Regions from separate parts of the Mus musculus genome. Here all the other regions are linked to region 2. A link is a contact called in public HiChIP or PLAC-seq, Micro-C and promoter capture Hi-C data. All regions are on one chromosome and are shown on one strand. The core of a region is the stretch at or near the end of the contact, and the rest is flanking DNA. Distances in the headings are between cores, read along the strand shown. Region 1 holds the start of Golga4 (golgi autoantigen, golgin subfamily a, 4). Region 2 holds the start of Plcd1 (phospholipase C, delta 1). Region 3 holds the start of Eomes (eomesodermin). Region 4 holds the start of Gorasp1 (golgi reassembly stacking protein 1). Region 5 holds the start of Csrnp1 (cysteine-serine-rich nuclear protein 1). Region 6 overlaps Golga4 (golgi autoantigen, golgin subfamily a, 4).

What was found. Promoter capture Hi-C pulls out the DNA fragments that hold promoters and counts their contacts. Hi-C and Micro-C count contacts between places; a contact is called where the count stands out from the background. HiChIP or PLAC-seq counts read pairs in DNA pulled down with a chosen protein or histone mark.
Region 1: a contact with region 2 is called in a promoter capture Hi-C map of liver, with 3 times the contacts expected there. The contact joins the promoter of Golga4 here to the promoter of Plcd1 in region 2. A contact is called at or near these places in 2 of 39 promoter capture datasets (liver and pre-B cells), 3 of 115 datasets of contacts at active chromatin or transcription factors (bone marrow-derived macrophages, craniofacial prominence and embryonic stem cells) and 3 of 9 other capture datasets (adipose tissue, embryonic stem cells and liver).
Region 3: a promoter capture Hi-C map of embryonic stem cells shows a contact between it and region 2, with 4 times the contacts expected there. The contact joins the promoter of Eomes here to the promoter of Plcd1 in region 2. A contact is called at or near these places in 2 of 39 promoter capture datasets (embryonic stem cells and pre-B cells) and 2 of 115 datasets of contacts at active chromatin or transcription factors (astrocytes and craniofacial prominence).
Region 4: an H3K4me3 HiChIP or PLAC-seq map of stem cell-derived neural progenitor cells shows a contact between it and region 2, with 4 times the contacts expected there. The contact joins the promoter of Gorasp1 here to the promoter of Plcd1 in region 2. A contact is called at or near these places in 3 of 39 promoter capture datasets (the 3T3-L1 cell line, embryonic stem cells and liver) and 1 of 115 datasets of contacts at active chromatin or transcription factors (stem cell-derived neural progenitor cells).
Region 5: a contact with region 2 is called in a Micro-C map of embryonic stem cells, with 1.7 times the contacts expected there. The contact joins the promoter of Csrnp1 here to the promoter of Plcd1 in region 2. A contact is called at or near these places in 1 of 39 promoter capture datasets (the 3T3-L1 cell line), 1 of 484 Hi-C or Micro-C datasets (embryonic stem cells), 2 of 115 datasets of contacts at active chromatin or transcription factors (astrocytes and extraembryonic endoderm stem cells) and 1 of 9 other capture datasets (embryonic stem cells).
Region 6: a promoter capture Hi-C map of pre-B cells shows a contact between it and region 2, with 3 times the contacts expected there. The contact joins the enhancer-like site here to the promoter of Plcd1 in region 2. A contact is called at or near these places in 10 of 39 promoter capture datasets (the 3T3-L1 cell line, the HPC-7 cell line, cranial neural crest and 7 more), 7 of 115 datasets of contacts at active chromatin or transcription factors (astrocytes, craniofacial prominence, embryonic limb bud and 4 more) and 1 of 9 other capture datasets (pancreatic islet).

The regions. Positions count from the first base shown.
Region 1 is chr9:118,503,703-118,507,769 of GRCm38.p6, reverse strand. Golga4 (golgi autoantigen, golgin subfamily a, 4) reads right to left here and starts at 1,452. Exons shown (of 24, transcript NM_018748.3): 1 at 1,213-1,452. The coding sequence starts at 1,284.
Region 2 is chr9:119,090,405-119,095,035 of GRCm38.p6, reverse strand. It overlaps Plcd1 (phospholipase C, delta 1), which reads left to right and starts at 1,534. Exons shown (of 15, transcript NM_019676.3): 1 at 1,534-1,678. The coding sequence starts at 1,645.
Region 3 is chr9:118,476,748-118,481,100 of GRCm38.p6, reverse strand. It overlaps Eomes (eomesodermin), which reads right to left and starts at 2,912. Exons shown (of 6, transcript NM_010136.3): 1 at 1,555-2,912; 2 at 480-634. The coding sequence starts at 2,441. It overlaps Gm33408 (a long non-coding RNA gene), which reads left to right and starts at 2,453. Exons shown (of 5, transcript XR_871338.1): 1 at 2,453-2,541.
Region 4 is chr9:119,935,032-119,939,141 of GRCm38.p6, reverse strand. Gorasp1 (golgi reassembly stacking protein 1) reads left to right here and starts at 1,584. Exons shown (of 9, transcript NM_028976.2): 1 at 1,584-1,684. The coding sequence starts at 1,625. It overlaps Ttc21a (tetratricopeptide repeat domain 21A), which reads right to left and starts at 1,536. Exons shown (of 29, transcript NM_028735.3): 1 at 1,392-1,536. The coding sequence starts at 1,418.
Region 5 is chr9:119,981,036-119,985,254 of GRCm38.p6, reverse strand. Csrnp1 (cysteine-serine-rich nuclear protein 1) reads left to right here and starts at 1,476. Exons shown (of 5, transcript NM_001357562.1): 1 at 1,476-1,636. Gm33800 (a long non-coding RNA gene) reads right to left here and starts at 1,410. Exons shown (of 4, transcript XR_871355.3): 1 at 1-1,410.
Region 6 is chr9:118,562,818-118,566,814 of GRCm38.p6, reverse strand. Golga4 (golgi autoantigen, golgin subfamily a, 4) reads right to left here. Exons shown (of 24, transcript NM_018748.3): 18 at 1,148-1,258. Among named protein-coding and RNA genes, the nearest start is that of Itga9, 42 kb to the left of the region's middle. Within about 2 kb of position 1,459, at least 3 of the 459 cell types and tissues checked have an H3K27ac peak or open chromatin away from gene starts, as enhancers often do.

The DNA.
Region 1 (4,067 bases), core at 203-2,702, 590 kb after region 2:
CCAACCCACATAATGGTTCAACCATGCATGACAAGTTCCCTGGGATCCAACACTATCTTCTGGCCTCACACAGTGTACAGACATACAGACAGACAAGACACTCACATAAAGAAATCCAGAAATCTTTTTTAAATAGTAAAATAAAAAGAATAAAGCCCGAGGGATGAGGAATGACGACACCATGGTTGTCTTCTGGCTGCCACCTGCCCACGCGCGCACACAAGAAAAAAGAAATCGTGTAACTAAATGTTTTTGCATCCTAAATCTTCTCAGACTATGTTTCTAGAAACAGAATGCTGGGTCGTTATATTTAAACACCCAAACTGCTTCCCACTTAGCCAAACTACGACCTTTCTTGAGCCATGGGCTTTCCAGGTTTCTAACCATAAAAGAAAAGACGTTCGTGTTCAATCTACTGATATTCAGGGAGACTGGGGAGAGATTCAGCAGAAACCCTCCCCTCCCGTCCTTCACACCCTGAGTGCTGGAGAGGGGTAGTTTGTTTCTAACACGAACACGCCCCCTTTTCCCAGCCCGAAACCATACTCCCTTAAAAAGCAACGACCTTCCAGAAAAGATGCAAGAGCCCGGTTGCTGACAGGCTCGGTGCCCGTCCCGTTCAGTGTCTGCCCCTGAGCCCTGTCCGCCATCACCCAAGTTACACGAAGTGACTAACTCGTGACAGGCTTGGTCGCTGGACCGCCGCCCTCGGCTCCTGCGAGCAGCCTGGCCCGGGCAGGCTCGACTCTCTGCCTCGATCAGGGTTTGGAAGCAGGAGACTTACAGGGACCTGGTCATTCCGGGTGCGATGTCCAGGGAACCCAGAGGACATTGGTCATATATGGGGCAGAGGGCAGAGGTCACATATCACAAAGGATCTGGGTTGCCCCGCCCCCGTCACCACTCTAGAGTCAGGGTCTCTGACGGGCGAGAGAAGCTCCCCACGCAGGACCCGAACCCATCGCACCCATCTGTCAGACCGGGTCGGTCCTTAGAGGGGAAACTCCGAAGTCAAATGTCCCGACCGGTCCCGTCACCCTGCACAGGGACGGAGTTTTGGGAGAAACCAGGCCAGGGTTCCTACACCGGCTGGGTGGTCCCAAACCTTCCAGGGCTACGGTTTGGGGGGGGGGGGTGTTCCTGGGGCGGAGGTCAAAGGTCATGGGGAACTTTCGCCCGCTTCCCGGGCCTCGGCGCAGGGGGACGACGTACCTGAGCAGGGGCTAACGCCTGCTGCAGCTGCTGCTGCTCCTCGCTGATCTTCTGCTTCAGCTTCTTGAACATGGCGCGGCGAGGGGCCGGCAGCGTCTCTACCCGCGGGGCGGCCGGGCCCGGGCCTCGCCGCCTTCCTGTGGAGCTGGCGGGCACCTCGGGGCGCTCGTCGTGCGGGTGTCGGCGTCGCCGCCGCCGCGTCTCTTCTTTCTGGGTGCCCCTGGCTGGCCTCGGCCCCCCATCCAGCCCCGTCAGCGGCGGCGGCGGCGGCGACAACGGCAGCAGGTGAACGCGCCCCGGGCGCCTGCGCGGTCGACGTGGAGCTTGCCAGGGGCTTGCTACGGAGCGCCGCGGCGGACAATATGGAGGCGGTGCGGGTGAACGCGCGTGCACAGTGGCGTCTGCGCTGACTCTAGCGGGAGTCTTGGAGCTGTGCTGTCAAATAGGGAGCATCCCACCACTGAGCACCACAGTGAAGAAGGCTGGGGTGAGAGAGGATAGAGCTAGGAATGCAGAAGTGTATTCAGTGTCGTGTGGCACGATCGTTTAGAATTCTCTCGAAAGGTTTTTGGATAGTGGGTTGGATGGTATAGATGACTAGTTGGTTCGCTGGTTGGCCAGCTAGTTGGTTCGTTGGTTCATTGGTTCATTGGTTGGTTGGTTGGTTGGTTTAAAGAGAAAATCTGGGGCTGAGGGTGTAGAACGTTTGTTTACCTAGCATATGCAGGAAGGATTGGCTCTAGCCTCAGCATCGCATAAACTGGGTGTGATGGTGTATACCTGTAATCCCAGCATCCAGAGGTAGAAGCAGTAGGACGAGAAGTTCAAGGTCATTCTTGCCTATATGAATTTAAGGCCAGTCTGAGCTACAGTGAGATCCTGTCTCAAACATAAATAGTCTGGCTGAATTAGGCAGACTGGCCTTGAATTTGTTAACTAAAGTGATTTTCCTGCCTCCAGAATAGCTGAGGCCTACAGGTGCACAATTTTCTGCCTAGTCAGAATTATCTGCCTTTAGTGCTTAATATCTGTGGCTGCACTCCAAAGGAGCTGTCTTCCCCTACCTAGACTTTTCCATCTGCTGAGAACCCCCTACACTTGCACAACATAGAATATTTCTGAAACCTCTGCTCACAAAGACCCATATGACCTCGAAACTCTGGGTTCTGCACAAGCTACTACCTGGATGGCATCCATTCAGTTCTGATTCTTTGAACAGAACATTAAGAACTGGTGCATGGGGGTGTACACCTTTAATCCCAGCACCTGGGAGGCTGAGGCCAGGTGATCTCCGAGTTCCAGGCCAGATGGGCCTATGTTACATAGGGACACCCTGACTCAGAGAGAGAGAGAGAGAGACAGAGACAGAGACAGAGACAGAGACAGACAGAGACAGACAGAGACAGACAGAGACAGACAGAGACAGAGAGAGAGACAGAGAGACAGAGAAAACCAGATCCACAGGTTTAGGCCTCAGTCCCACAAGACTTCCAATGCCAGTCACATGCCAGAGGAGGAGATTCGTAGTCAAAAACCTAAGTGAAGGAGTCCTGTCTCTGGGCATATATACTACCTTGTCTTAGTTTGCCTGCAAGAATTCAAGTCAGAAAGCTGGAGACAAGAACTGAAGCAGAGCCAAAGGGGGAGTGGTGCTTGCTGTCCTGTTCCCAGTGGATCGCTCAGCTTGCTTTCTTATACAACCCAACACCACCTACCTGGGGTAGAACCACCCACATTAAGCTGGACCCTCACACTATCAATCATTAAACAAGACAATGCCTCCACAGAATTGCTTACAGGAAAGGTTATGAGAGCTTACATTTTAACCAGATGGCGGTGGTGGTGGTGCACAACTTTAATCCCAACACTAAGGAAGCAGAGGCACTTGGATTTCTTAAGTTTGAGGCCAGCCTGGTCTACAGAGTGAATTCCAGGACAGCCAAAGCTAAGACAGAGAAACCGTGTCAAACAAACAAGCAAACAAGCAAACAAAAAAACAAGAACAACAAGCAAACAGAAATACTCTAGCAAAAATAACCAATGGGGTGATTCCACATGAATAAAACTAGAGATGGGCAGTGTTTGGGTCAGAGTTCTTTCTCTAAAGGAGCAGAGCCAATGGAGTGGATATATAGACACATGGGATGTATTAGTCTGACTGACAGACCGTGGCCTGGGTAGCCCAACAAGGTCTGTCCAGATGTGAGGGCTGTCCAGATGTGAGGGCTGTCCAGATGTGGCTGATCTCCACAATTCTCCCTCACACACAGTAGCAGAGTCCACCAACAAAGAAAAGCCCAGAACTAAACAGGCTCACAGCTGAACTCTACCATACTTTTCAGAAATTGGCAATCTCGACAACCTGGAAGGAGCACAGCTCGTTAGTATTACACTAATGCCCAAACTAGATAAGAACACACACACAAAGAACACTGCATGCCAAGTTCCCTGATGAACAAAGGCACAAAATTTCTCAACACAATACAGATCAGATAAGAGCATTCGATGCTTTTGCATAGGACCTTGGTTTGGTTCCCAGCACCCAAACCACATGGTGATTCACAACCATCTGTAACTCCAGTTCTGGGGGCTCTAAGACTCTCTTTTGACCTCTGAGGACAGCAGATATACATGTGGTGCACAATCAGAAATGCAGGCGAAATACCCACACACAGGAAAACAAAAGCTCTTAAAGCTACACGCTACAAACATCTAAACTCTAAATTTATTCTAAATGGAGGAGAGCAGGAAACATGTCCTGCAGAGTTGGGAGTGCAGCATGGGGCGCTAAGAGAAAAGAAAGAAAAGGGATCCGGACAGAAAAGGAAGAAGTCAAACATTTCCTATTCACAGAT
Region 2 (4,631 bases), core at 285-2,784:
TAGGCACACTACTTAAACCTAGCTGCACAGAGCAGAGGGCCTCCCACCCCGTGAGAGAGGGAGAAGAAAGAGGATGGGAAGAGTGTCATGGTGCAGGTCAGCACTTGAGCATGACGTTCTTTGTTTCTGCAGAACCTGGCTGCTTGGGACAGCTTTGAGTCAGCATGCCTCCCCAAGTCTGCCTGGCAACCCCAGGCCAGGGAGGGGACATGAGTGAGCTGCAATGCGTGCAACAGAAGCTACATATGTGTCTGTGAGCTTGGAGTACTCAGGAGCAGAGCGTTCTATAAACCCGGCCATGGTCTTTTGTGGTAGAGGGAGAGGCCCTAGTGGTGGGTAATGCCCTGGCTTGGAGCCCAGGACTCGGAGACGGAGATGACAAGAAGAAATGACTCTGGAGATGAAGCCGTGCCAACTGCTGGTGTCAGGAGTTCTTGGTCTCAGGTGTAGGAGAGGAGGCCTGACTCATGGATGCGAATACCTGCCAGGCTCCAGGACAGGACCGAGGGGGGAGGTTCCAAGGCTCAGGGAAGACCTGGAGAGTAGGGCTTTGGAGAAAGAGACGGAAGTCAGGGAAGGAATTTCTCAATTTGCCCCTTCCCAGGCTCTGTCTGCAATGGAGCCTTACTCATTCTTCATGCAGTACAGCGCCCAGCTTGTGGAAAGGAAACCTGGGGGGGGCCTTCCTAGGGCATCAAGACGGGGGTGGGGGTGGGGAGTGGGAGGCCTGAGTGCCAGCCCCACACTGTGGGGGTGCGGGTGGGGTGGGGTGTACATGAACGGCAAGTGATTCTCTAAAACCCAGCCTTAACACTCAGAATCGGGAGACAGCCCATGCTTCACAGGCCACGGAGGCCTGCTAATGCTAGGAGAGAAAGAGCTGAGGAGAGCCCGGCTAGACTCTTCCAGGCCAACTGCCTCCAGTATCGGGACCCTTGCCCAGGCAGCCTCACGGCAGGCCTCCGTCTTCTCCCCTCATTAGGGAGTGAGGGGCCTATACCTGCTTGCTGTTACCCCTACCTTAAGGAAAGCACCTTCAACACCCCCGGAAATGAGACGTCTCTCAGAGCTAAAGAGAGGGGCCCCTCTCTTGAAAAAAAAATCTAGATATTACTCTCCCCAAACGTGGCAATGTGGGCCCGTGCATGCACGCATTTCTTAGAAGACAGACCAGACTGCCTGGCTAATCAGCCGCTTTAGCAGTGATTCCTGTCCCCGCTAAGACCCGATTCTGATTCTTTCCCACATCACCCACAACCCCGGCGAGGCCAGGCGCCCACAGGCAGGGCGTGGGGCCGGCAGCTCGCCGTAATGACAGGGCCTGTGGGTGGTGGCGGTGGAGGAAGCAGGAGGGATCTGACTATTTCTGGCCCTGGCGCACCCAGCTGGCCCGAGCCCCGGCCAGGGTTGGCTAGTCTTCCCGGCCCCCAGCACCGCGTCCTTTCCAGGTCCCCTGGAGGGGGCGGGGAGAAGCGCCGGTTGGCGGGTCCGGGGGGCGGTACGGTGTTCTGGACCCACCCCCGGCCGCCTCCCATCTCAGTTCAGTTGGGTCCCTGCACCGGACTGCGCAAGGACCCCAGGCCGCTTGGTGATTTTGCTCAAGTGAATCACGCCGCGTCCCCTCCTCCGCGCGCCCCGACCGGCATGGACTCCGGTCGGGACTTCCTGACCTTGCACGGTGAGTGTCCCGAACGTAGGGGAGACCCTCGGGAAAGCCGAAATACACCCGGGCGGCAGGGATAACAGCTCCTTCGGCCGCATTTAAACCACCAGAGAGCCAACTCCTTGTCCCCTTGTGGGATCCCAGAAAAACCTCGGCCCGCGCTGGACACAACCTTGGGCGTTTCCAGACTTTCCCCCAAATCTGGCCCAAGAGATCGGGGAGCAATGCTGACATCTCTCGGGGATTTCCCCTTAGCCTGTTCATAAAAGGCTGGGCTCCTGGGTCCAGATGGCACCAAAGGGGTCAGGGAAGGAAAGGGACAGCATCCTTAGCCAAACTCTCGATTCAGAGGCTCCCCAAAACACGGGTGCGCCTGAAGCGAGTCAGGCCGCGCGGGTGTGGCGGATGAGGGTGTAAATGGGTGGGGCGAGGAGGAGGTGTGCAAGTTTGGCTGAAGTCGTTCTGGCAGCCTTCGCTCCCCAGAACAGAGAAAAGCGATGCCAGGGCTGGGAGGAGCAGCGCTGTCTTTTTGCTGACCCTCCTGGTCGGACTGGGCCAGATCTCAGTTAGAACCGCCTGGCAGCTTGGTCCTTTGTCCAGCCGGCTTTGTTTCTTCCCATCTGGGCTAGCTCTTCTCCCCATGCCTGTCCCTCTAGCAGAGAGGGAAAGCGCAGGCTCCTGGCTGCCTGTCTTAGAAGCGTCCAGGGAAGAGCAAGGAACTAAGTGGTATTTACGCACACTCTGTGGGAGGGGCTGTGGGGAGTCTTTCCTTCGTGTCTCCCCAGGTCATCTATTAGCTCAGCAATACCTGCTCCTCTCACATCGATCCACGGTTTCACAGTATTTTTCACTTAACTCGAGTATCCCTGAGATTGTAGGTTCTTGGTTTTTGTTTTTTAATTAAACAACGTGTACTTGTGCTGGAGGGGGTATGGGTGTATGGAGATCAGAGGACAACTTGCAGGAATCAGTTATCTCCTTCTATCTTGTGCGTTCTAGGATCAAACTCAGGTCACTGGGCTTGGCAGCAATTGCCTTTACCCACTAAGACGCCTTGCCTCCTGGGCTGTAGATTTTTGTGTTCACCTGTCCTCCGCTCCACTCCCCCTTGGATGTGTGCCCTGCAGGCAGCCCCCAACCTGTTTTGCATCAGTTGACCTGGACTTTATTGTTGTGGGGGCCCAGTAAGCTTGGGTTTCTAAAAGCCACCTTGTTGGGCTGTGTTCCTGCCCCTCCCACTGTTCCCTCATTCTCTCCAGAGGTCAGAGATGCCCCTACAGCTCCTGACTGGTGGGAACAGAGGGTGGCCGCTCTGAGGGTCACAGTGGAGAGGGGCGGGCTCTCCCCTGGCCGCCTCCCTCTGGCTGCCTCTGACCGCCATAGTGTCATGGAACCTGGGTCATGGAGCAGGCCTCAGTGTCTGTACCCTGGTCCCATTTCTTTCTTGGGTCAGCCCTGGTATCTCCCGTACCCAGGAAGACACAGAGCCTCAGTCTAATACAGCACAGGCTTGGCCAGCCTGGCCCATCCTGTTTGAGCCCAGCCTCCTGGAGTTGTGACTCAGTCCAGCCTTTCCTGCAGGACTGGAATGTACACTGTGGCCAAGCTGACGGACCTGTGGGCCCAGCGCTTCAAGCGTGGCATCCACCGTGACCTCCAGAAGCAGCTCCTGCCTACACTGCCAACCCGATGGGGAGGGGAGAGGGGTCAAGGAGGGTCTCTGTGGGAGGGCGTGGTCACTGTGGCTTGTACTTGTTAGCTGATGGGGAGTCTGCACTCCTCTCCACAGTGCAGGTCCCACAGCACTGGTCACTTTCTGACTTGGGCAGTTGGGGGTCTGCTGGAGAGGTGCCCTCAGTCCCCTCCATTAGCTGGAGACCTGTGGACTCACCAAGAGATGACACGTGGCTCTGTCCTTACTCATACAGAGGCGATGTTGGATAAAGACACATATTGTGCAGACAAACAGTAGAGTTCTCACTCTCCCCTGAATTCCTTGCAGAAGTCTCTCTCTCTCTCTCTCTCTCTCTCTCTCTCTCTCTCTCTCTCTCACACACACACACACACACACACACACACACACGCTCGTGTGCCCACAAGCTGGGAATTGTCTGGCAGAGTGGTTAGATGATGGGACAGAATCAAGGGCAAATGTAGCTGGATTTGTATGCACGGACCAAGGGGCTCTTTCTACCACTGAAGCCTGCTAATTGATACTATAGTTGCCATCTTCCCCTCCTACACCACCCCTCTCTATTTTAACTAAGCCTGGACTGGCATCCCCAGCAGGGCCCTGAAAAGACATTACTTCCCAGGACCTTTTCCTTCACTAAAGACAGTCACCACACTGACTTGCCCTGCACCTGGCCCACCTGCCCTATTGCCCGAGCCGGCAGTCTGTAAAAGGGACAGGGAGCCCCTAGAGCCACAGGCTCCAACTCTAGCTTTGCCATTTGCTGTGTAGCTGTGGCCTTTCTGAGCCCTTTTCTCATCCATGGGATTGCAATATATTTTTCCACAGAGGATGTTGCCAGGATAAAATACTAGTGGGGGCTGGGGACTTAACTTCAGCAAAGTAGCTCGGCGGGCACACATTCCTGGGTTTAGTCCGCAGCACCTTATAAGCCTGGCACAGTGGCACAAGATTACAATTTTAGCATTTGGAAGTTGGCAACCATTAGTTCAAGAAGTAGCAGCCCTCAGCGGCACAGGGTGTTGGAGGTCAGCCTAGGACACACAAGATCCTCTCTCAGACAAACAAAATCAATGGGCTTGGGAGTTCTAAGTCACTTCGGAAGCCAAGGACCCCAAGAAAAGTGAGCACAGAAAGTAGGGGTGGCCTGCCCCCCACTGATGGGAGTTATGCTTCAAAGCTATCTGCTTTGGGGGTTCTGGGCCCATGATACACACACATTGATCCAAGTTGTTAACTCTTTTGTGTCTCAGGCCACTCGAGGAGTAGGGACCT
Region 3 (4,353 bases), core at 1,663-4,162, 620 kb after region 2:
CCCCCGGGCCAGGGTGCATCCAGCCTTCCTTAATCATGGTATTCCAATCACCAGCCTCTCCAAACTTAAAAAACAGAGTTGAGAGGAGAGAGGATGGTTCTTGATTGTTGGTCTGAGACCTTAAGCTGGAGGGGAAGTGCCTCATCGAGTCCTTAACTTTTATAGATTAAGTTAAAGGTGGCCTGGGCTTTCTCAAGAGAATTCTAAAATGCCAGGATCATTTACCAGGAACTTTCCCCAAACCCAGAACTTCACTTGGCTATTCATTTCTCAAACATAGCCCTCATAGGGTCAAGGTCAAGGTTTGATATATAATGAGAAACAAGAAAAAGGACGGAGTAAATTTCTCCCCAGCAGCAGAAGGCAGCACATGCTAACATCCCCATGCCCCAGGTTGGGGTGACATGCTTGATTTAAATGTGGCCGGTCCAACACTGAGGCTCCGACCTCTTCCCGGTCCAGGCCCCCTCTCTCCTCACCCTGCATGTTATTGTCCGCTTTGCCGCAGGTCACCCACTTGCCCCCCTGGAAGCGCCAGTGGTTAGGGTCGGCCAGAACCACTTCCACGAAAACATTGTAGTGGGCGGTGGGGTTGAGTCCGTTTATGTTGAAGCTCAAGAAAGGAAACATGCGCCTGTGCAAAGAACAGAACCAGAGGAAATTATTTAAGTAGCGGCTCTGGTCCCTCCCGGACACATGGGGGGTCTGCAATAAACAGCAAACAAACAAAAATGGCTACTACGGCCTGAAACTAAGAAAATGGTTTTAAATTGACATATTTATTTGGAACAGCCTCCAAATCAGTATTTTCCCTAATTCGCGTGCTTCTTTTCTGAGACATCCATCTATTTTCAGGTATCTACTAGGTTTCTTTCTGAAATGTCTAAAATTATTTTTAAAGACATAGGTGACTGAGAACATTAGGCCGGAGCGCGCCTTCTTGCACTCTCTCTCTCTCTCTCTCTCTCTCTCTCTCTCAACGAGCCCTCTTTGGGTCCCTGTCTCCCAATATCCACTCCTCACTTCCTCAAGAAGTAGCTGATGACAATTTGAAGGTGTGCCTGAACTTTCTGGTCCCTTCCCCGCAAGCAGAGCCCCCTCCCCCAAACATCTGGCTCCAAAAACTGTCTACCTAGTCACCAGCTCAAACCGACTTCTTTCTGCTCTTCTTACAGAAGAGCCCCACCAAACCAAGGAGCTTTAAAAAGCTTCTTTTCAAACACTTGTGCGCAGGCCGCAGCCAGCTCCAGCTAGCCCTCTTTCGCTATGCAGCCCACAAATCGCCTGCTGCAAACCCAGGAGCCAGCGGGTCACGTAGATCTGCCCTCAAGGGTTCATTCCCAAATTTCCATCTCCGCCTCCTCCTCCTCCCAGTCAATCCCGGTGAAGGTGACTAGAGAGGAGAGTAACGTGGGCTCGGAGCCCAAGCTACAGGTGTGCCTTAGGAAGTAAGGGACACGACTTTGGAGATATGATGTACCACTTAAACACCCTAAGCAGAGCCCGCAGTGTGCGGACAACCAGGCGCCTGGGGTCCCTCCACCCTGCACTCACCTGCCCTGTTTGGTGATGATCATCTCAGTTTGGTGCCGGTGGAATTTGAGCCATAGGGGCCGGTTGCACAGGTAGACGTGGGCGCGGAAGCCGGAGCCAGGCACCCCTAGGCCCCCCAATCCTCCACAAGACCCGGCCGCTGAGGTTCCGGCGTATGGCCCGTAGAGCGGAGAACCCTGGCCGTAGGGATAGGCGCCAGGACCGCCGGCACCACCGCCGCTGCTACCAGCGCCGCTCCCCGAACCCGCAGCGGGGCCGAACTGCGCCCTCGCGGGCGGGCACACGGCGGCGGGGAATCCACCGGGGGGCAGCATGGAGCCGTAGGGGTAGCGCGCGCCATTGGACGCGGGGTACACGGGTCCGTGGGCTGCTCCGGCCGCCGCCGGGTACTGGAAGAGCGAGCAGGGCGCGGCGAGCTCGGAGCCCTGCGGTCCCGGCGACGGGAGGTAGTAGCGCTCGGAGCTCAGGCTGTCCATGGAGTAGCGCGCGGTGGCCGCGGCGGTGGCGGCGGAGGGCAGCTCCTCCTCCGCGCACGGGGAGCCCTTGCGGCCGTCCGGGGGCCCGGGCTTGGCCACCGCCGAGGTGCTCCCGAAGGTGTCCCCAGCGTCCGCGTCACTGAGCATGGCCGCGGGGGCCCCCGCGCCGGCGCCTGCGGGTTCTGCGCTCCCCGCCTGGCACGGGAGACTGCCCGGAAACTTCTTGGACGCTTTGTCTAAGTCCAGCCTCTGGGGCGAGGGGGCAGCACCGGGGAGGAGGCTGACGCTCCCTCCGCCTCCCCCTCCTCCTCCGCCTCCTCCTCCTCCTCCTCCGCGAGCACTCTCCAGCGAGTAGAAGTGCGCGCCGGGCAGGTTCACCGAGCTCACCAGGAGCTGCTCTCCCAACTGCATGCTTTAGCGAATCGCAGACGGCAACCGGCTGCCTCCTCGCCTCCCGCGGCCTGGTTATAAAGGCCAGTTGGGGGAGCCAGCGCCCTCTTCCGAGGGGAAGGTAATGTCCCCTTCCTCCCTCGCCTAGGCTACCCACCTGCGGACCTGCGGGGCGGCTTCAGCGCGCGCCCAATTTAGCGTCCTTCCCTCAAGGGAACAAACTCGGGATTGTAGGTGCCCCTTTCCTTCCGCAAGAAAACAAACCCCGGGTTGTAGGTGTCTCTCTCCTTCCTTCCTTCCTTCCTTCCTTCCTTCCTTCCTTCCTTCCTTCCTTCCTTCCTTCTTTTCTTCCTTCCCTCCTTGTCTAACCTCTCAGGACCCCTACACTCACACTAAGGAAGAAGAGGACTTAGCTCTGAGTTCCCATTTAGCAACCAGCCATTTCCTCTCGGCTGGCTCTGCTAAACTCTAGGCATACTTGACCGCTTGGAAACTTGTGAGCGGTGGTTGGCTGCTTATATATGTGCGGCCAGGGAGGGGCTTCGCAGCCCCATGGCTAGGGGACTTTGCTATTGGCTGTTAGAGGTGACACTAATTCAATTAAGTATTTATTAATTGGATCGGGTCGCCTGCGAGTTTCATTTTCTCTTAGCTTATTTGGCTGTTATTGCTGGTTTGGTGTTTCTTTAAGCGTCTTTGGGAGAACTATATCCCACTGAGAATCAATCCTGGTGTACCCGGTGGCTCTATGGCGCCGGAGAAACGGGTTTGAAGTCTGCGAACATGGTCTACCCACGGCATAGGAATCATTCCTGAGTTCGGGTCTAGTTTGGCAGGTCCCAGAGGCCCGTGAAGGCGTCTTTACAAGCTCCCTGCTCGCAGGAAGGCTCAGGTCCCCGGGGGTGCAAATCTAGGGGAGGGCTGGAGAGCGACCCGAAGTCTCTGCGCACACCCTCCTTCTGACTTCCTGGCCTTCAGCACACAGGAACCGCTTTTTGTCCTGTCCCATCTTTTAGCGTAAAGACTTGGTGGAGAGAAACCTCGCGTTCAGTTTTTGGGATTCCAGAGATGGCAAAAGGATTCCGCGTCTGAATCAGAGACTCCAGCTTCTAGCTTCTGAAGTGGGCTTCTGAAGACCCAACATGAGCCTGACCGGACGAACCAAACACTCAGTATTACAACCGCGCTAAAACACCGGCTTCCCCGAGGCCGTCACTTTCATTACTCAGAATTCCCTCTGCTCGGTTTTTTCTAAACACTGGATGTTTCCTACCTCCCCCAGCCCCCGCTTTCGCCAACATCTTTGGTGGGGACTGACACTAAGACACAAAGGTTCCCTAGCAGCTGTGCAGTTAAGATTCCCTGCGCCTCTCTGCGGCACAATACAGAAGGCAGAATAATTAGTGAAATAATCAGTTTGATATTGAATTAAGCTCCTTTGCTCCAGCTGCCTGTTTTTCCCCCCTGCGTTTCCGCAAACAGTCAAGGACGGGGCCGTCATATTTTATTGTTTTATTATTACAGAAGGGGGAACACGTTTCGTTGACGATGAGAAGCCTGTACATTCTCCTCTAATAAGCAATTACGGACGCCTGCAGTAGTCGCTCCAGGAGCGCATTTTCCGGTCGAGATGTAGGGACTCTGCTTCCCCCAACCCAATGCGATCACACGGGAAACTTTTGCCGAGAACAGATGAGGTGGCCGCGGGATCTGCTAAGCGCTCAGACGCCAGCAGCAGATCCGCGCGAAGCTTTCCAACCTGGGTCCAAACCCCGCGAATCACGAACGTGGGCACGCCCGTGTTAGGGAGTGGAGCGATCCTTCATGGACTTGGATGCTGTGTGGGGTTTTGATAGAATAGCGTAGTGGGTCTTGGGCGCTCGCAAAGCTTTTCAAGTGTTTTGGAACAACAACCTTGTCAATTTTGGCTCAG
Region 4 (4,110 bases), core at 335-2,834, 840 kb before region 2:
GCCATAGCTCCCGTCCCTCCATCTTTGTTCTGGTCACGATGGGGTGAGACCCACTCCTGTTGAGGTGACCCATTCCTTCTCACGTCTACAAACAGGAAGGGAGAGGCAGCATTCAGGCCTGGCCTTCTCCTTCTGCAGCCCTGGGAAGGAAGGCGCTCCAGGGAGTTTGGCTACGGCAGAGGTTTTAGGTGACTGGGGGATGGTCAATACACCATGTAAGCTTCAAGTCAGGCTCATCCTAGGCTGGGAAGGAAGGGGACTGAGGAGTGGTCATTTTCAGGGTCTCCATGTCCTCCGCTATACACATCTTGGTATCTTTCACAGCTAAAGAAGCTGAAGCCCAGGGAGACACAGCCCATGGAGATCACACAGTAATTGGGGCTGAGATTTCAAAGCAAAAGCTCACTTCCTCTAAGGTTTGTGGGTGTTGAGTTGGGGATAGATGTGGTTAGGTCGTAAAAGCCTCATGGGCCATTTGAAAGAGCCTAGACGTCAGACAGGGTCATCAACAGGAACCAGCTCGAATGGCTTTAAGTAGGGGAGTGAAGTTTTCAGATTTTTAAAACTTTTGGCAGAGCCTGGTGTTCATGTATCCCAGACTGGCCTCAAACTCAACTATGGTGAGTTTCTGACCCTCCCTCCCCACCTCTCCGGTGCTAGGATTAAAGGCACCTACCACCACACCTGTTTTATGGCTATCAGGGCTTGGTGCATATTCTAGGAACTGAGCCAGATCCCCAGTTACCTCAAATGATATTCTAAAGAAATGACTCTGGCTGTTGCGTGCAGTGATGTGTGGGTGGCTGCAGGTGGCACATGGGTAATGCCAGGCAGTAGTGCTGGTGCAAAGAGCCCAAGTAGAGAAACCAGGCCAGAGGTGTCTAAGGGAGAGATACATGGTGGCTCTGGAGACTTTGGAAGCTGACACTTCTCGTTAGATTAGGAACAGGGTTGGAGGTGGGCATAGACCTCATAGCAGTGGAACACAGATGGCTTAGGTGGGAGGCAGATGCGATAATGGACAGGCACGGATTGGTTTGGGGGATAGGATCAGGTCTGGGTGCTAATTTGAGGCTAGGGGTGCAGAGGACACTGAGGGGAAATGCTTTGGTTAGGGAGCTGAGGAAGATGGAAGGACTTCTAGAAGCTGCCAGAGTAGTGAACAGAGGGGTAGAGGTGGTTGGGGGGTGGAAGTAGCCTAAGAGTAGAGATGGCCAGAGGGCAGGCAGCAGGGTGGATGGTGTGGCAGAGGGTGGCCCAAGGGCAGATGGCCAGAGAAAGCAGAAAGGTAACCCCAGAGCAGAAATGGTCAGAGAGCAGAGAGCTAGCCCAGGGCAGCAGTCCTGACTGCAGAAGTAGTCCCGAGCGCAGGCGGCCCAGAGTTCACGCACCATGAGAGAGGAGTCATCGCTGCTCATGGCTGCAGCCCGGCTCAGGTGATGACCGGCTGAGCGGGATTCCCAGCTCTGGCCGCCCAATTCGCAGCCCAGCTCACGGCCGGAAGTCTAAGGCGCGCGCGTCCTTGGCAACCTGGCTGCTGGCCTGTTGCTAAGAACTGTGACATCCGGGAGGGCGTGGCCTGGCCCCACGTGACTAGGCCACGCAGCAGCGGGAGAGGGCGGCCATGGGGCTAGGGGCAAGCAGCGAGCAGCCGGCGGGCGGCGAGGGCTTCCATCTGCACGGGGTGAGCCGGGGTGGTGGAAGATCACCAGGGAGGGTTGCACAGCCCCGAGGCCTGCAGTGACCTCCCTGCATGCCTTGCGAGGCCCAGCGCGTCCAAGATCCGAGGCCCCTTCTCTAAGGAGCATTGCAAGGGGCTGGGAGAGCTCGTGGGCTTTGGGAAAGCTGCTGAAGAGGGGGTGAAGTGGCCAGAATGACTGGAGCCAGGGTGGGCATTGGGACCCCAGAGTGAAACATCCCGAGACCTAGATGGGGCCCTACGTGTCACTTGCAGGGAGGTACGAGCGAACAGGCTGCTGGGAAGTATAGTCTGGTTGATAAAGAACGCCGTATGGAGTTGGGGATAGAAAGATCTTTGAACTCAGCTCCCCTGTTTTGCCCCTTTGAAAAGCAGGTAGATGCAGAGCTGTGTGGAGGCGGGCAGGTTTGTCAGGTTGTCTGGCTGTTGGGTCAGCCTGCCTGCCTTCATTCCTTCAGACAGGATCTTGGTACTTAGTTCAAGCTGTTGTTAAACTCTCAGCTGCTCTTTCTCGGTTCCTCTTAAATCTTATCTATCTATCTATCTATCTATCTATCTATCTATCTATCTATCTATCTATTTATTTTGTGGGTGTCTCATTATGTATCCCCGACTGGCCTGGAACTTGCTATGTAGGCTAGACTGGGCTGGAACCTACAGAAATCCATCTGCGTGCGCCTGCCTCCTGAGCCATTATGCCTCTCTGGTCTATGTCAAAGGAAGTCTGGAGTCAGGGCTAGGGAAGCGGTTTCTAGCTGGAGAGCCACATTGGCTTTACAGATCAAAGTGACAAGATTTGTGCTTGGGGGTTGGCAGACATTGGGATGCATCCAACCGGGGGTGTTTTAAAACAGGTTCACGGGAAGTCAGGAGTTTGGGATCTTTGCACAAGGGCTGAGGGAAGTGAGGTGGTGGGGGTGGTGGACGGAGTGAAGGCAAGGGGGGCTGGTTAAAGGGGGACAGGTTGATCAGGTCAGAGGATGAGGACCCGTTACAGAGATGTGTTTTTGGTGTGTGTGTTGTTTTTGTTTGTGCACACGAGTGTGCAAACCAGAGGTTTTAGATCCCTTTAAGTTGGAGTTATAGGCATTTGGGAGCTGTCACACTTGCATGCTGGGGACTCAACCCAGGTCGTCTGATAGAATAATAGGCTCTTTTAACTGCTGACCTATTTCTCCAGTCCCTTTGTTTGTTTGCTTGTTTTTTCTTTGAGACAGGGTTTCTCTATGTAGCCCTGGCTGTCCTGGAACTCACTCTGTAGATCAGACTGGCCTTGAACTCAGAAATCTGCCTGCCTCTGCCTCCCAAGTGCTGGGATTAAAGGTGTGTGCCACCACTGCCCGGCTGTTTTTGATGTAGGATGGCCTTGAGCTCTTGATACTTCCCGAATCCCAGGATTACAATGTGCACGAGTATACCTAGCTATAGACATGTTTTTGAATATATATTCTATGCCAGGCAGAGCTTCAGGCACTAGAGATAACATGGTAGACAAAGTACTCATATTTGGAAATCAAACAGGGGAGAAGGAAGGCCATAAAGAGCTATGTGGAATAGGATGTGGTGGCTCATCCCTGGAATACCAGCATTAGACGCAAAGGCAGGAGGACTCCCAAGTTTGAGGCCAGTTTAAGTTATACATCAAGGCTCTTATCTCAAAAACATACACAGTGAGCTGAAGAGATGGCTCAGCAGTCACGGACACTTGACTTCTAGGAAGCCCAGGGTGACTTGGTATTATGTGCGTGTGCGTGCATGCATGCACAAACTGAAGGTCATGACATTGGGTTGTCCACATCTGCCCGTAAGTCCAGCTCCAGGGGACCCAGGGTCCTCTTCTGACTTCCATAGGCACCTCCCCACCCCATACACACAGGGCATCTGTATACCCTGGCACACATGAACACAAAATTTTCTTTTGTTTTTTCAAGGTAGGGTTTTTTTTTTTTTTAAGCCTTGGCTGTCTTGGAACTACCTCAGAGATACACTTGCCTCTGCCTACTGAGTGCTGGGATTAAAGGCGTGCGACACCACTGCCCGGCTACATAAATCTTAACCACACAGCAACGGCACTGAGCTCCTTCTCCAGGTCCTAGACTTGGCATTTTATTTTATTTGATATTTATTATATGGAGCTGTGGAGGATTTTTGTTGTTGTTTTTAGATTTATTTTCATTTTATGTTTAAGGTATGTATGTATGTATGTACACTGTGTCTGGTGTCTACAGAGGTCAGATAAGGGGATTGCAGTCAGATGGTTGCGAGCCACCCTGTGGGTGCTGGGAACTGAACCTAGGTTCTCTACAAGAGCAGTCCAGCCTCTGTTGGGACATTGTAAGTGGAGGGGTGACATGTTTTACACACACACACACACACACACACACACACACACACACACACTCATGCATGTG
Region 5 (4,219 bases), core at 227-2,726, 890 kb before region 2:
CTGGAACTTGCTCTGTAGACCAGGCTGCCCGGAACTCAGGTTCCCCAGCCTCTGCCTCCTGAATGCTGGAGTTAAAGGCCTGCACCACCACGGATCTGCCATGTTTTGTTCTCAAAATGGGGTTTAAACTTAGAGCTTTTCACATGCTGAGAAAGTGCCCTACCATTGAGCTACATGCTTCTTCAGCTAGCCCTGTAGACTATTTCCTGAGCAGACTCAGCCACCCGGCAGCTTCTGTGTACCAAAGCTGTGTGTTGAGGATCTCAGACCCCAGATTACCACAGATAAAGGGCAGGCTGACTCCCCCACCCCCACTCTGCTTGTCCTCTGTACACATGTACATCCAGGACTGAAGACTGAAGAAAGGGCCCGTCATCCTCCCCACCCTCGGTGCCATTTAGGCAGGACAGAAGGTCACCTCCCTACTACACCCGGGGGAGGGGAGAATGGAATCCTGAGGGTTGGACTAGCCACTGACAGCATTCATCTAGGACAGTCAGAAGAACCCAGAATGCAGCGGGAGCGGGGCTGGGAGGGGGAGGGTCGAGCTTCCACGAAGGCTTCCAGGAGGAGGAGGCAGTCCTTGCTGAGCCATCCTAGACGTTGTTGGGATTCCCTCAGGTGAGCAGAGTGAGGGTGAAACGTTCCAGGCGGTGCAGTCAGAACGGGAGAGAAAAGCGCTCTAGGTACTGGGTCGAACTGGCCCTGCCGTGGGCTGACGAGGACTCGGGTGGGCTCCTGAGAGAGAAGTTGACTGCTAGAACACACTTTCTTCTGCCTAGTAGTACAGGGAGTTGGCTGCGAGCCTAAGGAAGGTCTTGGCGGGAGCAGAGGAGGCAGCAATCCGCTGTAAGTAGCCAGGGTCCGGCCTAGGAGAAACCAGATTCTTTTTTTTTTTTTTTTTAAGGAGGGATGGGGGTGGGGAAGCTGGTTCCAGCAATCTCTACTTTAGGTATTGTTCGGAGTAAGGGCTCTGGCCCGAGGGCAGAGGTGAAGGCCAGGCCCTAGGATGACCTTTTCTTCTCTCCTCATCCCTGGCTGGTCTCCAGTCTGAGCTAACTTTCTGCGGGATCTGGGAAAAAGAGGTGGGGTGAGGGCCGGGGAAGGGTCCTCAGATTGAATTGATAATAATCTGCCCTGGGCGGGTGGAGGCAGGGGAGGAGCTTCCATCGCTCGCAGCCTCAGTCTACCCAGTCTGCAGCTCGGGACTGCTCGGCGTGGAGAAGCGGGCATCTCTAGGACCCGGCTCTGCACGAAGCTCGGCTCCGCGATCTTAGGAGCCGAGCGCGGAGCAGCGGCGTCGCGGCCCGGTCACAGTCCGCGGGGAGGCTCGAGGCGGGGGAGGGGGCGGTGCCTCCGGGGCGGGGCCGAAGGCTGCGGGCTGCGGGGCGGCCTGGCGGGAGGCCCGGCGTGCGTCAGCGCCGTGAGCCCCGGAGTTTTCCACTGACGAGGAGGGCGGAGCCGCGGGCGGGGCCGGGGCTGAGCCAGTCTCTCCCGCCGCCGCCGGACGCGCAGACCTGGGCCGGCTGCACCGACGGCCGCCCGGCCGAGCGCACTGCGGGTCGCTGTGTGCGCTGCGACCCTGGGGCCGGCACACGAGTGGCTTCGGTGAACTGGGCGAGCCCTGCTAGCTTAGGTGAGTGCCACGGTTCCTGAACGCGGCGGGATGGGAAATGGGGCAGGGGGCGTCTCGGGTGAGTGGCGCTGTCACTCCAGCTCCCCGCTGATCTCCCTTGGGTCCTCCGGAGGGGACGCCGGGATCCGGCCTCCGAGCCCGACTGGAGATCTGGCGCCTGGAGTGAGAGCCCACGGCTGCGAGGTGGCGGGGGGGGGGCAGGCTTCCCCTCCCCCGCCTCGTTGTGGTTACCCCAGATGTCCAGGCGCCCCAAAGCCGGGCGCAGGTGGCAGTGGGACGGGGCGCGCGTGCCCGCGGGTGAGTTTCCTTTTGACCTAGTTGCCTGAGAACTTTTCAGAAGTTACTCGCGTGGCCGGGGCAGGTGACATTGGTCGTCTTCCTCCTCGGGCTCCCTAGGGGGAGGGTGCCCGAGCTGCGGCGTGTGCCGGGCGCCCTCGGCAGGCGGGGGTCAGGGAGGGTTTGGAGGGATGAGTGAGGAATGAGCGAGGCTTGGTGAGTCACGGACCCCGGGAGGGAGGCGGGGGGGAGAAGGATTGTGTCGTATGTTCACCTGTCACCGTCACACTCAGAGGCCACTGCCGTGAGTCACCGGGGCGCAGCTACACCGACCACCCGCGGGCACACGTAGGCTCTCTCCCACGCACCTCTACTCCCTCTTCTGCATGCATTTCCTCTCCTTCCTCAGTTTCCCCTTCCCGGAGGTCCTTTCGCCTTCATGTACTGTAGAAAAGCCTACACCACAGCAACGGCCACACACTTAGTCACTCGGGTTGCCGATACAGTCACTCCCAGATGTAGCCCACCTTCCTGACAACAGAGAATTCCTCCCTCCTCTCTAGCTACCCACCCAACATCTCTGGACCGAAGTCTCAGCCTTCTGCAGAGAGTAAGTCAATACTCTCTGCCCCCAAATCTTTGACAGCCCCGCCCACATCTCCCGAGCTGTCACCAAATCCACCCCCTTTTCTCCTTTGCGCTTGTCCTGTCAGTTCACCTGGCCCTACCCTGTGTCCTACGGGTCACACCCTCTCTGGCTCAGGCGCTGAGCCATCTTTCAACCATGCAAATCTAGAATTGTCAGTCCTTACTTACGCACTTGGGTGGCTTCCTGTGCCCTCGGGCTAACACAGGCCCTCTTAGTTGCATCGCCACCAGAAGGCGCACTGGCTGTCCTTGCTCCAGTCCCTGTACCATGCAGTGTGACCCCCCCCCCCCAATCTGGAACTCTGCCAACATCCCTCCTTCAGAGGAGCCTGCCTCGTCCCCAGTTCTACCCTTCTTGCCTATCCTGTATAACTCCTACTTGAGAGGTGTTAGTTGTAGGTGCTTTACCTGTGTGCCCAATGCCTGTCATAGTGTTTGGCCTTTAGGAAGCTTAGCCAGGATTAGATTGATGAATGAATGAATGAATGTGAAAAACTGGCTTAAGGTGGAGGAAGGGGTGACTGTCAAGTGCAGTTTTCCCTGGGTAGAACTGAGTATTTTATACAGCCAGCAAACATTTGGCATTTACCCAGGGCAGGGCCCTGGAGTCTGAATCGAAGGAACTGTCCCCTCCCCCCATCACTTTCTGAGGCATGGGTGGGGGAGGGGTACGTCAGTGCTTCCTGTCTGCTGTGTCTTGAGCTGCCCAGCACTTTGTCTCCGTGAACTGCTTGTAGGTGATTTTCCGCATCCCAGGAAGCCCTTCAGGAGGGTCTGGGGTCCTGTGACCCTAGGTGTTGGAGGTGGGGGCATGACTGATCAAGACCTGGGGTTCTGAGGTCAAAGGACACATTCTTCAGATTCCTGGAAGGGGGAATCAAGGCCGCCAAGGGGCTGGGGACTGGAGCACACTGGCGGGCTGAGGCTTCCAATAGCTGCCGCTTGTTGCCTGGGTGGAATAGCCTTCGCTGGTTCAGTGTATTAAATAGCTATGGTCACTAGACTGGGGTGACATTCCGTTCTCTGGGCTGTCAGCGCCTGTGTGTGGTGGCAGGAAGGGGGCGGCCCCAGATTCTGCTACCATCCCGGAAGGAGCCCGGTTCTCTTTGATTCCGGGGCCTGCCTCTGGGGCTCCTCAGGGGGTGTGGTGTTTCTGTCTGAGCCAGCTCCTGGGAATGGCTTTTCCTTCCTCCAGGACCCTAGGACAGGACTGTGTTCACCCTGGGAACAGGATCTTGAGTCCTGAGTAGCTGCTGCAGCCCTACCCCCACCCCCTGACTCACTGTCTGGCACTTTTCTTGGGCTCTTCAGCTATCTTTCATTCCGTTTTCTGACTTGGCCTCCTCTGCTGCACAGTCTTTCTGTCTCTGCCTTCTTTCAGCCTCTGGATCCCAGGTGGCACTCCTCCCTCCCTTCTTCCCTCCCTTCCTCCCTCTCTCTCCTCAGACCCAGCCAGGGCTCCAGCACTCACGCCTCAAACAGCCTGGCCTTTCCAGAACTCTGCCTGAAGCTTTGAATGTTAACGCTCTTCAGCCTTAGTTCTTATCTTGGGTACACTCAGCTGTGGATCTCTATCCAGTCCACACCTACCTCTCTGACATCTGTTTACTCTTAGGGACCCGGAGCCTCTGAGATGCCACCTCACACTTGCACTCGAGT
Region 6 (3,997 bases), core at 210-2,709, 530 kb after region 2:
TTTCTGTTACCCAAACTGTCCACATGCAAACATACATAACACAGAGGAAAGGACTGGAAGGCTGCGACAGCTCTCACAGTAGCTGTCATGTCAGAAAGGGGGACAGATGCCCAACACAAGTGGTAATCTCTATCCTTCAGAATTACTGACACAGGAATATGTTTGTCCATCATGCACTTAACTTCGTGGGTACATATGTCCCATCTTTCAAAGTCCTGTAACACATTTCTGAGCACAACCTCTGAGGCCCATGCTAGGCTCTGACTACACAGTATTTCTCATGGAACTCAGCACTCAAAGCCTTAGAACTTAGAAGGAACACTGCATCAGCTTGATGCCAGCGATTTGGGAGGCGGAGCTGGGAAGACGGCTTGAGCAGAAGCTGACTAAACTCAAGGCTCAAGCCTGGGAAACATGGCAGGACCTACCATCTCAAGTAAAACAAAGTCAAAACATTGAGAATGGAGAGACTACGGGAACAGTTCTGTGTATGGATAGTCTCTTCCCTCTTCTGAGACAAGGATAAGAACTCAGCATCTGTGTCGGCTTCACAATGCACCAACACTCTGTCAGTGAGGATACAGCATCAATACTCTTGAGGCCAGGGAAGCTCCTGGTACGAAGACACGTGTTTTCATAGAAGCAGTACTTAACAGCAAAGGTGTGCCCTCACCCACAGCCACACGCTAAGCAGACAGACAGAACTTGTTCACAGCTCTCTGTAACAGGAAAAAGGCCCTTTTCACTTGGTCGCTAGTGAGGGGTGCTGCTCAGACAGGCTTTTAGAGGCTTCGTCCCTGCACTCTGGAAAGGAGAGCCACGTAGCTGGCTGTTGAGAAACTGCAGCCCTCAGTGACTGATAACCTGTAAGAAATCTCAAGGGTGGAGTTGCAGTCTGCTAGATTGTCTGTGGAAAGGCCAGGAAGCACTGAGAAACAGCAAAGTTTAGCTTTGAATGTGGAAGCCTGGATTTAAATTCCAGTACTGCACTTAACATGAGATCTGAACATTTGGTTTTAATTGCATTGAGTGAAAAAGGAACTTGAGTTCTCAAAGGCCCTTGGGTCAAATGAGCTGAATGTGTGGCAGTGGGCAAGCCAAGCTGAGGAAATGGCCACACTTCCCAGACCCCCGAGAAGCAGCTCACACTGTCCTTGGTGCTCTCCTCCTGCTCCAGCCTCTGCTGGTATTTCTTCTGGAGCTCCTCGAGCTGGGTCTGCAGGTCCGTCACTTTGCCAGTCATTTCTTCTTCACGGGCCTTCAGCATGAAAACAGCAATGTGGCAATGTTAAAAAGCAGGCAGAGGGAGAGTTACCCAACAGTCACACATGTGTGGGACACAGAACTCGTCACTCCTTCCTGACCCAATCTAAGGCTGGACCAGCGCTGCTCACTCTTCTTGGAATGCCATGGCTCCCATACACTGCCTCTGTCCCTGTCAACCAAGGCCAGCAGCTGCTTCCCCCATGGTATCATCAGGTCTGACTGTGCACAGATCCTAGGGTTTAAGGCTGGGTGCTGTCTATAGTGGGGTTCCTACAGATACTCAGGAAATAAGGGAGTACTTTCCCACTGGGTAACTCACGAGTTGGTCCTTGAAGCTTGTCTACTGACCTGCACATTTCATACCCATCCGTCCTCACATCACGCCGGCAGTGCTCAAGTAACATAATACAACAAACGAAAAATAGACAAGGCTGAACCAGAAAAGACTTAGATGACTTTTGTCCCCACGGTCCTGCTTAGAAGTCTGACACACAGATCACCTTCTGTTGTGTTCTAAGGGCACTCAGATCTTGCCTCAGTCAGACATCATGCGAGACCTCTGTGCTAACTGATCTCGCTGAGTGAGCACCGCCTCTAGGCGTCACTGAACAGGAGCGGACTGTCAGACGCCTGGGAAGCACCGTTCTCAAAGACAAGCAGAAGGCTAGGCACAAACAGTGTGATGAGCACAGGACACTTGAAAAATCCGATTCTTCTCATGAAACTTTCCGAAGCTACGGGAAACAAAGCAGCAGAGCCCAGGCTGTGGTGCTGGGCATCAGACGTCTCCTCAGCGAGGTACACCGACCTAGCCCCGCACGCAATACCATTGCCCTGTAACTGAAAGGTCACTGTCCGAGGCCTTGGCTGCTTTGAGTCCACCTGCACATCCCTGTGGCTACCCAGACTCCATAGCTACTTACTCAGGCACATTCAGACATTCAGCTATGTCCGACACTTCCTTTGATAGCTGCAGATTACCAAATAAGCTAAGGCAAGCCTTCTAAGCATTAGAAAAAAATCCCAATACATTGTCCAGAACTTAAAAATAGCTCTGGACCTGGAGCCACCAACAAGGTACCACCAGGCCCTGTGCAAATCCCTAGTTTATCAAAACAGAAAGAAGAAAAGGAGGAAGAGGGAAGGAGGAGAGAGACAAGCAGAGGTTCTGTCCCTTAAAAACAACAAACAAGAATGAAAGTGATTCTCACTATATTGATTCAAGCTTTTCTAAATAAAAATTAAAGTGAAAACCTTTTAAAGATGCAGCACAGAGAGGCCAGGGGCTGACTCAGCAGATAAAGTGTCTGCTACACAGCCCTGATTCACAGGGAAAAGCCAGGTTTGGTGGTACAGGTCCATACCCCACGTCTTGGTGGGACGTTCCCGAGGGTCAATCCACCACGGGAGTTCCAGCTTCAGTGAGTGACTGAGCCACAGGAAGCAAGATGGGGAGCGACTGAGGAAGATGCCTGACATGTGTATGCCGCTATGTGTCCGTTGCTGTGACAGGGTCACTGTACACACCATGACCATGGCAACTCTTACAAAGAACTACTTGAGGTTTGCTTACAGTTTCAGAGGGTTTGTCTGTCTTCATCATGGTGGGAGCAATGGCAGCATGTGTGGCCTTGGAGCAGTGGCTCAGATCCACCACAGCCTGATCCAAAGGCAACTGGCAGAGATCTAGGACTGGACCTGGCATGGACTTTTGAAACCTCAAAGCTACTCGCAGTGACACACCCTCTCCAATAAAGCCATACCTCCTACTAATCCTACTCAAACATCCACCAACTGGACTAGACATTCAAATACGGGAGCCTACAGGGACCATTCTTATTCCAACCAGCACAGCCACATAAGCCGCACAGAGCAGCAGTGGTGAAGGAAGACTCAGAGCATGGGCAGAGGTAATGCACGTGAAGAACCGTGAAGAAGCGGCTCCGGCTGAGTTACGTGTGCGGACCTCACAGAGAGTGCAGCCTCGCTAGGCACTTACACTGTCACAGACAGCAGAGGAGATAGGGAACCAGCATATGCCAGCACCATGCCGGGGATACACGCACAACTGTCACCCTAACTAAGGGAATGCACTTGTGTGTGAGGGGCCTAAAGACATCTGAAGCAAAAGCAAGGTTCCATTCTTCATGTGTGGGAAGTATGAATGGTACCTGAACCAGCAACCCTGGCATGGAAGGTGGAAGCTGGTGATCAAAGTCATTTTCACGGTAAGATCATGGCGGCATGAGCTACATAGGACCATGTCTCAAAAACCCAAACCAACAACAGAAAGAAACATCTATGATCAGGAGGGAACCTGAAACATTTTGTGCTTACATTTGTTATTACAACATCTCAGAGCGACCATGAAGGATGGGGAAAGCGCAGTATCCCATGGTCAGAGGTAAAGGGGGGAGGGAAGAGGAAGAGAGGAGAACAGAGCAGTTTTGCTCTGAGTCCTGAAGCCTGGACTGCCCATTATGCTGACTTAAGGGCAAGCGCTCCCATCTGATTCGTTAAGCCAGTTGACACACACTATTATTCAATTAAAGCTCCCCTTTCTGAAAACGCAGTTACTAGAAGATGCCCAGGCACTCAGTGCATAAGGCAGCGAGCTCTAGCTATCAGGCTCAGGAAGGAGCCTGCGAAAGAGTCAGCTCAGTTGGTCCCACACTGCTGTCCCACAGCTCAGCTTGGAGGGCAGCTCCCTTCACACAGCCTCCAGAGGACT